Regions from separate parts of the Hordeum vulgare genome. Here region 2 is linked to region 1. The links are chromatin contacts, called in public Hi-C maps. All regions are on one chromosome and are shown on one strand. The core of a region is the stretch at or near the end of the contact, and the rest is flanking DNA. Distances in the headings are between cores, read along the strand shown. Region 1 holds the start of LOC123428312 (CBS domain-containing protein CBSX5-like). Region 2 holds the start of LOC123428316 (tetraspanin-19).

Region 1 (7,419 bases), core at 3,213-5,712:
CAATGATTTGGAGGAAACAAAGGAGGCCAACTCAGATGGGGATAAAGTTCTACTACCCCAGCCTGAAGATATGCATGTGAAATTCAAGAAGTCAAGTCTCCAAACGGGTAAATAAATCTAAGGATCAGTTTATCCCATCACATTTTCTGTAGGGAAGCAAGATGGGATTATATAAAAAGATATTGAAGCTTGAGCAAGAAAACGATGACTTGAGGGAGGAGAATTTTATCCTCCGAGTAAGCTTAAGAAGAAGAATGTCCCTACTACACCACCACCATCACGTGAGAAGGATGCTTGAGTACATTGGTATGGGCACCACCCTTGGCTTGTCCCATGCTTTGGGGGAAGTGCCCCGATATCGTATCATCATCACTTCCATCATTACTATCTATCTTAGTTCGATCCTTAGTTGTTTCGTGATTTGGAGAAATAAATGTCAAATTTGCTTTGCTTAGAATTTTTGCTTTGAGTTCCGTCTATCCTTGTAATCGAGTATGCGAGTTATATAATAAAAATTAGTTGAGTTTTTTTGGTTTACCTGTGGGCACCCATCATCTTAGCATGTCAATAAAAAGAAAGATAAAGATCATATGCTCGTCTTATGAGAAGTAATGACTTCACACAAAAAGGGCATATGTGGTAAAAGTTGTTGATAGTAAACAAACATAGTATTAGTCATTGTTGCAATTTAAGCTAGATTATGATCGAGGAGAGGAGACTCACATATAAAAACACTATCTTGGACGTCTTTTATGATTGTGAGCCTTCATCGGATATTATATAACGATCAAGTTTTGATGTTGGAAATGGAAGATAACGTAACGATCATGGTAGTCTATATTCACATAGAAGTTATATGGTCTTGGATCCTTCAAAATGTGATGCTTACTTTAGATCCTTTGCTAGCCCAAAAATTCCGCACTAAGTAGGGGCATCCATAACCTTGAAACCTAGTTTCTTGCCATGAGACTCCACAATACCTATCTATGGATTGAGTAAGATCCTTCAAGTAAGTTCTCATCGGTGCATCGAGCAATAAAAATTGCTCCTAAATAAGTTGATGTCATGCAATTCAATGGTGGCATGATGACATGATGATGCATAAAAATGGAGTAGCATACATGGGATCTGCGGCTATTACAGTAGAGAAGTAGAGATTGGTAGTCGTAAAAATAATCTGTCACCGCCGCATATTCAGATCTTGGTCGTCGTCATTTGGCCTATTATAAAGGTTAATTCAGAGCCAAGTGTTTGCTTACAGCATGTCTAGTAGATCTCGTATAATACTCCGACCCGCAAAATAACCGTTAAAATATAGGTCCATGTAAAGAAAAACTATCCGATCAAATCCCGCAAACGCATCGGACCCGTAAATACTTTTGCTAGGCGCGGCAAAATTCTCACATCAATCCGCGAAAATGCAGGTTCTCCCCCTCGTCCCGTCGGTGCCCTATATATAGGGGGAGCGGTTGGGAGGGGGAGGGAGGATTTCAGCCCGCACTTTTCCTCACCCACCTCGTCAGGCCATCGCCTACGATTCCAGCCATACCAACCATCGGGATCACGCCGGCGGGCCGCCACACGCCCGAGATTGACCTCCACCATTTCCTCCTGCCTCGGTCGACCGAAAAATTGTAGATCGACGACTGTTTTTCGCGACCGTCGGATTTGATATTTTCGGCCACCGACGGCTGCACCAAGCCATGGATTGGTCGGGAAGCACCCCGCACAGCCCAGGCAAAACCCCAGCGCCGCATGCAGGTACTAGTTCGTCCTCTAGCCGCCGTCGTCGGTTTGCCAGCAAGTACTCGACCGGTCGTCGCCCGGGCTTGGCGCTCGCGCAGCGGCTCGCCGGCTCCCCTATGCCGCTAGTACCGTGCGATGACTAGACACAGACAGTGTTGCGGCTAACATCTAGCACGCCTTAACACCCGGGATGGGTATTCTTCAACTACAACGACGGGCATGTCCTTGTTTTCGTTCGGCTTTGTCAACCTATTCGGTTCAATTTCGATAGCTTATTGAGATGGTCATGTGTGTATTGTTTTGGGAAAAAGAATACATCGCATTTCTTGACAGCAAGAAACTTAATAGATATTCGTGCACTCATTAGTAGAATTGATGCTAATGATATGATTGCATGTGCAATTAGAAAAAAAACTAGAAGGAAAGCAACGTCTAATTCTTTAGAATAAAAGCCGAAGGATAAAGAATGCAAGATCAAGAATCCGCAGATCAACAATGAATGCATGAAGTAGATATTGATCCAACTAGTGGGAACAGTTATGAAAGTTGGATATTTTCTAAAATACTGAATTTTGATTCTTGTTTTCTCTGGTCTTGCTATTCTAGCAAAGATTTAAGATTATTATGTATCCAATGACTTTAAAAAAAATAAAGAAACAAAGAAATGTGTTTTATGCCCGAAACTGAAATGCAAATTACTGATTTACGGATCGGCAGCAGAAGGCGGCCGAGCAGACCCCGCGAACCGGACTTGTAAAAAGATAAAAATATTTTTTTTACGGATCCAGTTTACGGGGTGTGCTCGGTCGTCACCAGCGCCGACCCGTAAAATCGTTTTTCTGTAAACGCATTTTAGAGATCGGCATTATACGGAGCACCTCTAACCGTTTCCAACGGGCAAGAAACGGAAACGGGTCTGTAATATTTTGGGAGTAATTGTCATGCCGCTGGGCAGGAGGTTCTGTAAAACTCAAACTATATTCTCCTCTTATTTAAAGAATGAGGCAAATCTTATGCCTCTGTTTCAAAAAAAAAGGAAGGGTCAGTTCATCTTCAAGCACGTACGGCTCATAGCCAATCAATCAATTAAATGAGTGTATATGCAAACCAGATGACGATCGATCCATTGCTCCATGCTGATGGATTTTCATTCAGCATATTTGTAGATTGTGGTGGTGTACTGGTGTTGACATCTTCCGCCGGCGGCGCATGCTATCAATCTGCATGGAAATCAGCCGAGGGCAGCGTCTCGCCTTGGCGCTGGAAGGCTTCGCCGCGGGTGTTCAACGGAACTGCCGTGGAGAGGCCCCTTCTTTCTTTTCTTCACGGCCAAGTTGATCTCTGTTGGGAGCGTTCGTAACTGCCGCTTGGAGGGGTTCTTTCTCTCTCAGCGGAGAGACAGTGAGACACGTGCTACATGTTGTAAAGCAAAAGCAAAAAATTCACTTAGATCCATTTTTATGTGATAGATCCACTTATATACAAGATTAAGGGGTGTGTTTAAGAAATACCTTTTCCCAACAGACACCTTCTGAAAGGCATCCCTTCCATATAATTAATTACATGCAAACTAATCCGTGGTTGGATGGTTAGGAGGACTGTGATATCCCCTGCCCATTAGAGTTCAAGTCCTAGAATTGACGTTGGTGCTTGCATTTTTCTGGATTTATTAGGTCTTCCGAAGGGGAGACTATTGTAGATTTTTTTTTAAAACTTAGGCGTAAACTAAATTGGCTTCATGGGAGTATTATGATACGGTATATCATATTAAATGTTATTATATTATTTTATGTCATATACATTAATTAACAAGAAAAAAGAGAAAGTGATATCATAATAGATAGTGTATTGTATTATATTAACCTATGATACAATATTATAAAAATAATATTTTTTAAGAGAAGGTGAAAATTACCTTATCGAATAATTAAACAAAAAATATCCAGTTAATTAACAAAAATCAATATTACAGAAATAATATCATACATAATATTATATACTAATATCATATACACTATACTGATACTTTTATTACGAGCAGCCTGCAGCCTGAAGGTTAATTCAGAGCCAAGTGCTTGCTTAGAGGAGCACCTTTTAACTGTTTCTTGCCCGTTAGAAATTAAAGTAATGCTTAGTGGACTGGAGTACACTTTAAACTGACCAGTTTCCTCCCCGCGAAAAGAAAGCTGACCAGGTTTCACGGGAGAAAGTGAAGGAGCACCATCCAACATCGATCACACACGCTGCGTACGCATGATGGATATTGTTTGCGTGCATATATCTGCGCGTCAGCTCGCTCAACATTTTGCCTCCGGCTCCGGAGATCACTCGGCGCCGTCGGTGCGTGCGTGCGTGCGTGCGTATATGGCGGCGTGGTCTCTGCTGGCGCGTGATGTGTCCGACCTCTGCATCGGCAAGCCGCCGCTGAGGTGGCTGCCCCCGTCGTCCACCCTCGCCCGCGCCGTCGCCGAGCTCGAGGCAAGCGGAGGGCCGGACGCTGCCGTCGCCGTGTGGGAAGGCCGGGCGGGGGCGGCCGTGGCGGGCAGGGTCCGCATGGCCGACGTGCTCCTCTTCCTCTGCGTCGACGACGGCAGCCGCAGCGAGGCCACGCTCGCTGACCTCCTGGCAGCCGGCGGCGTGCCGCCGGTCCGCCGCGTGGAGCCCGATGCGAGGTTGGTGGCGCGCACGCGTCTCTCCCTTGGTCCGCCACGTGCATGCACCGATGCACGCTCGTCCAGCTCTTACTGAGACTAGCTTTGTTGGCTTGTGAACAGCGTGCTGGAAGCGGTGGACGCACTGCTGGGCGGCGCGCAGAGCCTCGTGGTGCCGATCAGCGACAACCGCCGGCGCCCAGAAACGGCGCACCTAGAACCAGAGTCGATGTGCTGGGTCACGGTGGAGGACGTGGTGCGCTTCTTCCTCGGCTCCGTCGCGCTCTTCTCCCAGATCGCCTTGCGCTCCGTCTCCGACCTCGGCGCCGTGCGCCCGGCCCGCAGCGCGCTCGCCGTCGCGCCTGGTGACGACGCACTCTCCGCCATCATGCCGCTCCTGCGCACCGCCCTGGCAACGCACGCCTCCGTCGCCTTGGTGTCATGCCGCTGCCTAGTCGGCGAGATCTCACCGTCGACGCTCTGCTCACTCGATGCATCCGTCGCCGCGCTCTCGACCGGCTTCCTGGTGTCCTTTGTCCACACTAGCCGAACCCCGCACTCAGCCGCCCTCCGCCTCCGTAACCTCCTCCATCCGATGTCCCCTTCCTCTTCCTCGCCATCCTCCTCCTCAGCATCCTGCTCTTCGTCCGAGGACGAGGACGAGGAGAGGAACGGCACGCCGGCATGCAGGAGCCAAGGCGGTGAGCATGGTTCATCATACTCGGCACGGTGGACCAAGGGGAGGGAGCCGATCGCGTGCCGGCGGCGGAGCTCGCTGGTGGCGGTGATGGCGCAGGCGGTCGCGCACCGCGTGATGCAGGTGTGGGTGCTGGACGACGAGCCGAAGGAGGAGGAGCTGGTGGGTGTCGTCAGTTTCCTGGACGTGCTCCGGGTGCTCCGCCGCCACCTGCTACGCGCGCACAGTATGGCGGACTAATCTCGGCTCCTCTCGGAATGCAAGAATTTCACCAACTGTCTTTATCTAAGCGCTGATGAAAATCACATTTTGCGTGAAGTCTCCGATGAAAACACCGTGAATGAAACTTAACTGAACCAAACCAAAGCAAAGCAAAGCCAAGTGAGGTGATTTTCTAGCTACTCGTGACTACTGTCCAATCCTTTTGAGCCCTGCTAGATGGCTGTCAAGTGGCAAGTCTTAACGTTTCCCAAACGATAACATCCACACGTCTGAATGTTTGCATTTCGCCCGGCACCGAACTTTGTTGATTTTATTTTGTCCGAATCTTGATAACGTTTTATAAAATTTGTGTGTCATGCAGGCAACATCGTGCGTATGGTTCGCCCGCACGACCCGTAGCGCGTTGCACCGTGTGGACGAATCAGCTTTCACCTATACAGTCAACATCTAGTCCACGCGTGTATGCATGAACAGATCTTCGCCCACACGATGGGCGTACGTTGCTAGATGTAACTGTAGTTATGCATACGTGTTAACTAAGTAAACACATATGACAACTAAACCCGAGCATGGACAGCCGGCCCGGTGACCCGGCCCGAAAAACCAGGATCAGGCTTTATCTTCGGTCCAGGTTCAGGCTTGAAAACGAGGCCCAATTAGTAGTTCGGGCCAGGTTCAAGCTTGGAAATATAAACATATTACACGGAGGTTCGGCCCGACCTGGCCCAAAATTCACCTTTTTAGTCAATTTGGCTCGGGCTCGAGCCTGAATTTTTTTTATTTTTTTTTTGGTCGGGTTCGGGCTTGGGATTTTCAGTTATGGCTTTCTATAGTCTGGCGCAAGGTATGCCTAAGTTTAATGGCAACTATGATTTATTGCTAGATGATAATTGCAATTGCACGTACGTGGCAACTAGATAAACACACATGACAACTATAATGAATCATACATGACAACTATGGTTGAACCACACGTGGCAACTAGTTAATCATATATGGCAACTATTGTTTGACCGCATAGGACAAGTAGTTAATCACACATAACAACTATAGTTTGATTACACGCGACAGCTACCGTTAATTAGACATGACAACTATAGTTAACCAAAATAAAGAAATTGTCATGATTTTACAACTACATTTGTCATTCTAGGTAACTAAAATTGTCATCCCTGAGGTAACTAAAGTGTCATCCCGCGGATAACTAATGTAGCTATGTCGGGACATGTGAACAGAGTTGCTTCGTGCCATAGGTGCGGCGTGAGGATAAATAGTAGTTGTTGGACGGATAGTATGAAGCAGTTGCGCCCACACGTGTGGGCAGTTCTGATGTTCGTCCACACATGACTGTGTGGGCTGTCTCCTGATTATGCCACATAGGACGTATGGACGGATGTCTAATATGTTACATGTGTGATGAATATCAAGACTCTAATGTTTAGCTTCCTTACTCACTGGCTAGCGTAATTTTTTTTTAAAAAAATCATTTTTTTTATAAATGTTCATGAGAAGTACAAAATACCATGAACTATAAGAAAAATTACATCAAGGTCTTCGGATTATCGAATGACCAATGTCGTCAGTAATTGACATGTCGTTGTCACCTCTTTCCATACTAAAGCCGGTATGATCTTATTCATGATAGCAAAAAAGTCTTTATACATGTGCCCCTAAGTCCAGAATCACAGTCGTCGTTGTTGAATCCGTATTCGACCTACACTCTTAGCGTACTAGTTTATTTCTCTCTTGCTACTATCTTATTTTGTTATCTCGTAATAATGGTATTCAGCGGGTGATTGTTAGCTAATGGTAAATGAACCTGTCGGTTTGGTTCTCGAAATGGAGCAAAACGGGGCAAAAGAGAGGGAAGTGGGTCAGCTGACCTCTGATTCAAGTGGGAAAAGCAAGAATTGTTTAAAAAAACATTATACAAAGCACAAATAAGTTGGCTCTATGGTGGCATAATAAGATCCAAAATGTACATTTTCATGTTCTTTAACTTTGATTTAATCATGTTTACAAGTATTCAACTACTTTTTTTAATAATTAACCACATAGCTACCTCGATTTTAAATTAAAAAGGTAATCTTGCAAGCCTTACTA
Region 2 (7,419 bases), core at 3,454-5,953, 190 kb before region 1:
TTTACCCTACGTGACATCTTTAACACAACATTATTATACATGCCTTAAAAATGAATTAAAGAGTACTCCCTCCGTTCGAAAATACTTGTCCTAGAGATGAATGTATCTAGACTTATTTTAGTTATAGATACATCCATTATATCCATTTCTAGGACAAGTATTTCCGGACGGAGGGAGTATTACTGTAGTACAATATCCAACAATTAATAGCGTCCCAAAACAGGGAAATTCGAACCATTATCCAAAGCAAAACGTACCAAAAGGGGCGGCCAAATTAGAGTCCCGTGCTTGAAGTCAAACGGGGGGCACTGGATTATGTCAAAGGGGCAGGCACGTGTGGTGCGTGTTTCACCGGCCGGGTAACCGGTCAATGCACGGCGTGATGGGCATGCCAAAGCACTCTAGTACTACTGATTTTCTTCCATGGATATATACTAGAGACACTTCCAAGGTTGACCCTAAAATCAAACAACGTATCCCTACGTGGATAGTGATATGAAAGCTGGACATCCAACCGTATACAGGAAATGTCCGTTTCTATTAACTTAAAAGAACAATTATGATATGATTACTAGTACGTATTTTTTTATGGACGCAATCAAACACATTAACCATAGCTAGAATGGTGGTCAACCAGCTACGCCACAAGGCACATGCTGATTGGTCGCAGTGAGCAAGTGAAGTTTTTTATTTTTTAGAGTTATTTTTAAAAAGAAAGTGAGACTTTTTTTCTTTTCAAGAAAAGTTTTTAGATTTAATTTTTCTTTTTGAGATGGATGTGATGTTCACATGACATAAGATATTTTTAATTTTGAGTTGAAGGTATGATGGGTACAACTTCCTCTCAAGCAACCCGCATAGGAGGACCCCAACCACTGGTAACTGGGAATGTTCCAAACACAAGTGAACTAATCCTTCCCAGGAGGGTTCCAATCGGGCTAGAGTTGAAACACATAAGATCTCGAAGCCAAGTCATGGCTCTGGAACGTGGATAGCTAACTTCCACGCACCCCTGTCCATGGCTAAGTCTTTGTCGATATTCCAAACCTTCAGGTCTCTCTTAACGGACTTCTCCTATGTCAAGTTTGGTCTACCACGACCCCTCTTAACATTATCAACACACTTTATCCGTCCGCTATGCACCGACGCTTCCGGTGGCCTCCGTTGAATATGTCCAAACCATCTGAGACGATGCTGGACCAGCTTCTCTTCAATCGGTGCTACCCCAAGTCTCTCTCGTATATCTTCATTTCGTACCCGATCCTTCCTTGTGTGGCCACATATCCATCTCAACATGCGCATCTCTGCTACACCTAACTGTTGGATATGTCGTCTCTTGGTTGGCCAACACTCCGCGCCATACAACATCGCAGGTCGGATAGTTGTCCTATAAAACCTGCCTTTTAGCTTTTGTGGCACTTCTTGTCATAGAGTACGCCAGAAGCTTGGCGCCACTTCATCCACCCAACCTTGATTTGGTGCCCACGTCTTCATCGATATCGCCATCCTTCTGCAACATGGACCCCAAATATCGAAACGTGTCTCTCTCCAGTACCACCTGTCCACCAAGGCTAACCTCTCCATCCTCGTGCCTAGTAGCACTAAAACTGCACCTCATGTATTCAGTTTTAATTCTACTAAGCCTAAAACCTTTCGATTCTAGAGTCCGCCTTCATAACTCTAACTTTCTATTAACCCCCGTTCGGCTATCATCGACTAGCACCACATCATCCGCAAAGAGCATACACCATGGGATATCTCATTATATATCCCTTGTGACCTCATCCATCACCAAATCAAAAAGATAAGGGCTCAGAGCTGACCCTTGGTGTATAGAACACTCTATAAAATGAAGAAAAAAATTCATGCTCTATGGCACACATCGATAGTTTGGGAAAATATGGTGACGTGGACACAAGAAGAGTTATTTTTTTATCACACTCAGTAATTTTGCAAACTGAACTCTTACATGGCATCATTGTTAATGTGGACAGCGTGCATGTTATGGGAATTCCTAATAGTGGGGATTAACTTTTTAAGAATTTAAGATGCCTTGCTCTTTAAAATAAAAATAACATACTCTTTAAAATGAAAATGTCACAACTATAAAAAAGGATGCAATGTGCTTTGTTACAAAAATGGCATGCTCTTTAAAACAAAAAATGCCATCCTCTTAAAAATAAAAAAATGCAAATCTTTTTTTAAAAATGACATGTTATTTTATGATAGAAATGTCATGGTCTTTAAAATAAAAGTGGCATGCTCTTTAAAATAAAAAAGTCCATGATCTTACAAAACAAAAAATGCAACGCCCTTCAAAAATAGAATGACATGCTCTTTAAAAAAATACAACGCCATGCTCTTTGTAATAAAAATGTCGTCCTTCTAAAAAATTAGAATGCCATGCTGTATAATTAATATAAATGTCATGCTATTCATAATAAAAATGCCATGCCTTCAAAAAAAGTGTCATGCTTACACCAAAAAATGACATGCTCTCCATAACAATGCGATCTGCGGTGATTTTAGACGCACAAATAAATGCAAAGATACCAAGTACTTCCTCCGTCTCAAAATAAATGTCGTTGTTCTAGTACTAAATTTATACGAACTTAATACAAAAAATGTGACATTTATTTTGAGACAGAGGGAGTACTAGATACTTTTCAACACTCAAATAAATGTGGGGTTTTTCCACCACCCAACCATCAACTATGATGCTTTATTTAGATATCTCAGAAAATGGCCACCTTAAATTTCAACTATAGTCAATGAATACAAATGTGTTATAGATCGTCTTGATTTAGGAGGACTAAGTGATTGATAAGCCACAAACACAAATTACACATTTATACGAATGTGGAATAGGGGATTTCTTTTGGAAGGACATAAATTAGAGGTGACTCCAAAGTTATACAAACATAGCATGGGGATATACACGGATAAATATGAAGGTACCGAGCAAAAACAAACAAACAAACAAATGCTTCCATGTGCACTATCGACATCCACATCACAAGTAACCGCCGTTGTCCAAAATTTTCATATCACATTGAAAGTATGATTTGCACGGCAATGTACATTTGATCTTCACAACTACTAATACGAGTAGTGTCAATGAATTAATGCCACCCTTCAAAGGAAGTCGTGTCCCGTCTTCCACAAAAAATTATAGGCTGAAATTTAACGAGGCACTAGTAGTAGATTATTTCAGAGGGCAGGCACACGTCTGGTCTGCATTTCACTGGCAAGGTAAACGTAGTACCACATCATTTTAAAGATTTTATTTTGATTTCGATAAAGTACATCTAAATGTGTTTTAAATATTGCACATTTAAATTACATGTCCCTGATTTTACACAAAGATTCGTGCGGGTATTTCTTAATATTTTTTATGTGGGTTTTAGTCACTTAGATGTGCATGAATTAGAGGACATCTAGACATGCCCTTGAGACACCTATTTTATTTGTCTTGCTAATTAATATGCACACATTGTCAAATCATGTAGCATACAACAAGCATGTGAAAATAGGAGCGATATTTCTCCAATGAATAGTGATTTCTGTTTTAGAATACAATCGCACACTTATAATCACACTTCTAAGAATGCACACACACAAATTCTACTTCTATAAGTATCTTCAAGAGACTGAGCCAATAAATATTAAAAATAACAAAGTTAATATAGGAAGCCTCGTAGTCAAGGAAAGCACCGTCTTCCAATTAACATACGCATTAGAAAGCCTTGGTTGGTTGTACCACAAAAATCAAACAATAAGGTTGTCAAGTGTATATAATTATAAGAATCTGACGAGTGGTGTGCATTAATCAAGAGGACAGGGCGGTCAGAATCTCCACAACAGACTTAAAAGAGTGGATCTTTCGAATCATAAAACAGGTGATCACAGATGTATAGTACTCCCTCCGTTCCAAAATAAGTGTCTTGAGCTTAGTACAATTTTGTACTAGAGCTAGTATAAAGTTGAGACAGTTATTTTAGGACAGAGGAAGTACATGATTAAATGTAGAGATATCGAGTACACGCTTTCAACACATGAATACATGCAACAATTTTCCACCACACACCCATCGAACGATGATCTTTGATTTCAGATGTCACAAAAACTGACCGCTCCTAAATGTTAGCCATGGTCGGTGAATGTGATGGTGTTACACGTAAATCTTAAAGACAAGCATCCGAAATGCCCAGACGTAAATCTTAAAGACATGCATTCGAAATGCGCAGAGAGAAACCACAATCTCATACGCGCGTGGGGAGGGGAGGGGGTTGTTTTCTGTCGACGGACATAGACAAGAGGCGACCGCGAAGCCATGTACTGTATGTAAAAATAAATACGAGGTACTTCCTCCGTTCTTAAATATAAGACCTTTTAGAGAATTCACTATGGACTACATACGGAGCAAAATGAGTGAATCTATATTCTAAAATATGTCTATATACATCCATATGCAGTCCATAGTGAAATCTTTAAAATGTCTTATATTTAGGAACGGAAGGAGTATATGCGAGTAAATATGGATTTATCGTGTACAGACCAACCCCTCCACATCATTATTAATAATAACCTAGCCGCAAAAAATAAAAAGAGACAAAAACAAAAAAAGAGCAACCATCGCTGTCTGAAAATTTCCAAATCGCATATCCATTTCCCGTTTCCCGGCGAGTCGTCACGTCCAGTCCATGTCCATCCGCCTCCGCCGCTCAACCCCACCCCCCACCACCCCCACCCCACTCCCTCCCCTCCCCTCTCCCCGCTCCGGTCTTCACAAGTCTTTTCTTTCTCCTCACCCGCTTCCCCGAAACCCCACGCCACCGTCGTCCGTCAAACTCCACCTGCGGTCTCTCTCCCGCAGCCCCGCCCCGCCCCGCCCCGTTCCTCCCTGCGGTCTCCCACTGCTGCTCCCCCAGAGGCAGAAAAAGGCTCGAGCTTGGGGAGCGGCCTGCCGGGCGGAGAGCTGGTTGGCCGGCGGCGACGAGACGGAGGGCATGGCGGGGCGCGCGGCGGTGCGGAGCTGCGTGCAGACGGCGCTCAAGGCGGCCAACTCCGTCGTGGGGCTCGCCGGGATGGCCGTCATCCTCTACGCGCTCTGGGTGCTCCGCGCCTGGTCCCAGCAGGCCGCCGGCCACCTCCCCGCCCCCTGGTTCGTACCACCCCCTTCCTCCTCCTCCTCCCTCAACTCCACGGATCTCGCGTAGCGCCGCGACTCGCGTCGCAATCTCTGCTTTCGCCTAGTCGCTGCTTCCTGCTGGATGATTTGCTGCTTTATTCCCCCCATTTCCGCTGCCGCTCCCGATTCCTCCGACCGAATTCGCGGCGAAATCCGTCGCCCAGATACCCGCTGCACCTACCTCCGATCAAATCCCCGGTGAAATGCGCGCATCCTGCCAGCGCACTGTTTCATCGGATGTAGCAGCGACGGAGGATCAGGATCAGCTCCGTGCTGGAACGAACGAGATACTAGCAAAGCAAGAAGGATCGGGAAGTGGCGTAGGAACCGAACCATACCCAAACCCAAAAGCGTCCCCCTTTTCCCCCCGACTGCTGACGGGCGGGACACGCAGCAGCAGCAGCCACTATTCCACTGAATTTGTGTGCAGTGACGACGCACAGGAAACAAAAAAGCAACTAGATACAAGTGCCATTCGGTGGTTACGGTGGAATTGCGCTCTACAAATTTAGGTGGCGGCTGCGATGTGTCGTCATACGACTGCGATGCAACGGCCAACGGATGGCCCAAACGAAAAGGATGGATGTATGTATTTGTTTGCGCGGTGCGGTTGATTGGTGGGCTATGCTGGAGCACTCATGGGGGATAAAGAAACAACAGCGATTTGTGCTCAACAATCTCTTTCGCCAACTTAGACACGTCTGTAGTGACCGGCATCTTCCTCTCGTTTTGCTGTTAAGACGTCGACGCACCGAATGGCTTATTCTACATACCATGCTTTTTTTATGTTGGGCCTGATAAATTAGGAATCCATGCCGCCAGTATTCAAGGAATTTTCAGGTGCCTTGCTTGCGTATATGTAATGCTACTATACAAATACTATGAAAGGTCTGTTTTGATATAAAAGAATTTCACTTGTTGTGCAGGTTTATCTACACTCTTCTCAGCCTGGGGATCATCATGTGCTTGCTCACCTGCTCAGGTCACATCGCCGCTGAAACTGCCAACAGCCCCTGCCTGTCTTGTGTATCCTTGGAAGCGTCTGACATACGGAGTGCGTTAGCGTGTTTAACTAGCCTGACATGATAGCTGCTACCGGTTTATAAATCACGTGCCTCAATGCCTTTCACGTTGTCGCATAAAGACCAAAGCCTTTTCTTTTCTAGATATATCCATTTTAAATATAATTGGTGTTTAAAAAAAAAGAGAAAACTGATGCATCATGTTTGTAGCAGTTCAGTTTTGAAATGGAACCGTTGGCTCCTAATAATAGTTTGGTGAAACCTTAAGCCCCAGTTATGTTCTTGGGAGTGAGCTCTATGACCTTAGATGGATGTACAGTGGCTTGGTGATGTGGACTTTTTGCCTTAACCTGACATGTATGTAGCACATGATCTTTGTATTCTTGCTTGTCATACTGGAAGCTGCAATCGCCGCTGATGTATTTCTGAATAGCTACTGGGAGGAGGTAAAAAGCACTTCGGTTGCTAGTACATAACTAGTTATTTCTATTATATCTGCTATTTGATTTGTGATGGTTTGATAATTCCCAAACCTACAGGATTTCCCAGATGACCCATCTGGGAAGTTTGATGAATTCAAGCATTTCGTGAGATCAAATTTTGACGTATGTGAATGGGTAGCCCTCTCGGTGGTGGCTGCTCAGGTGAGCAATTCTCTGAAATTCAATTTTTTCACCTTTTGCTTCCTATGCTTGTAACTAAATAACTGTGTAGATGTACATCAGTAAATGAGTTGGAGGTCTTTCAAGGCCTGTTCGGAGGCCCTCCGGCTCCGCAACTCCACTCCCGGAGTTGGTAGATCAGCAGGTAAAAATCGTGGAGCAGGAAAAAGGGTGCTCTGCAGATCCTTAGATTTCAGGGAGCTGGAGGATCACCGAACAGCTCCTCAGTATGCTCGAATTAGACTGTCGGAGTATTACAATTTTGCTTCGGTGGAATTGGACGAGTAATTATCTGCTTTCAAGTACGGCGGCAAAATGTAGTGGAAATTAGCTGAAAGGAAATGCTGGTTGCTTTGCCAAATAACCAAAATCAGACTTGTAGATAGTATGATAATTTTACATGCACTTTCCACTTGAGCTGACTGCAACAATAATAGTATCATACTTCAGAGAAAATTATAATTGCAACTAACCAAGTAAGTAATACAACAATAATAATATGAACATTTTATTATTCGCAGGTGCTGTCAATCATTCTTGCAAT

What was found. A called contact is a pair of places that touch in the nucleus more often than the background predicts.
Region 2: a Hi-C map of leaf shows a contact between it and region 1, with 3 times the contacts expected there. The contact joins the promoter of LOC123428316 here to the promoter of LOC123428312 in region 1. A contact is called at or near these places in 2 of 6 Hi-C or Micro-C datasets (leaf and seedling) and 1 of 1 datasets of contacts at active chromatin or transcription factors (embryo).

Annotation. Positions count from the first base shown.
Region 1 is chr2H:644,749,998-644,757,416 of MorexV3_pseudomolecules_assembly, reverse strand. It overlaps LOC123428312 (CBS domain-containing protein CBSX5-like), which reads left to right and starts at 4,462. Exons shown (of 1, transcript XM_045112509.1): 1 at 4,462-5,603. The coding sequence starts at 4,627. The coding sequence ends at 5,334. All of the region lies in intron 1 of LOC123428311 (E3 ubiquitin-protein ligase AIRP2-like), which reads right to left.
Region 2 is chr2H:644,942,071-644,949,489 of MorexV3_pseudomolecules_assembly, reverse strand. LOC123428316 (tetraspanin-19) reads left to right here and starts at 4,703. Exons shown (of 6, transcript XM_045112512.1): 1 at 4,703-5,164; 2 at 6,118-6,217; 3 at 6,579-6,659; 4 at 6,753-6,857; 5 at 7,397-7,419. The coding sequence starts at 4,704.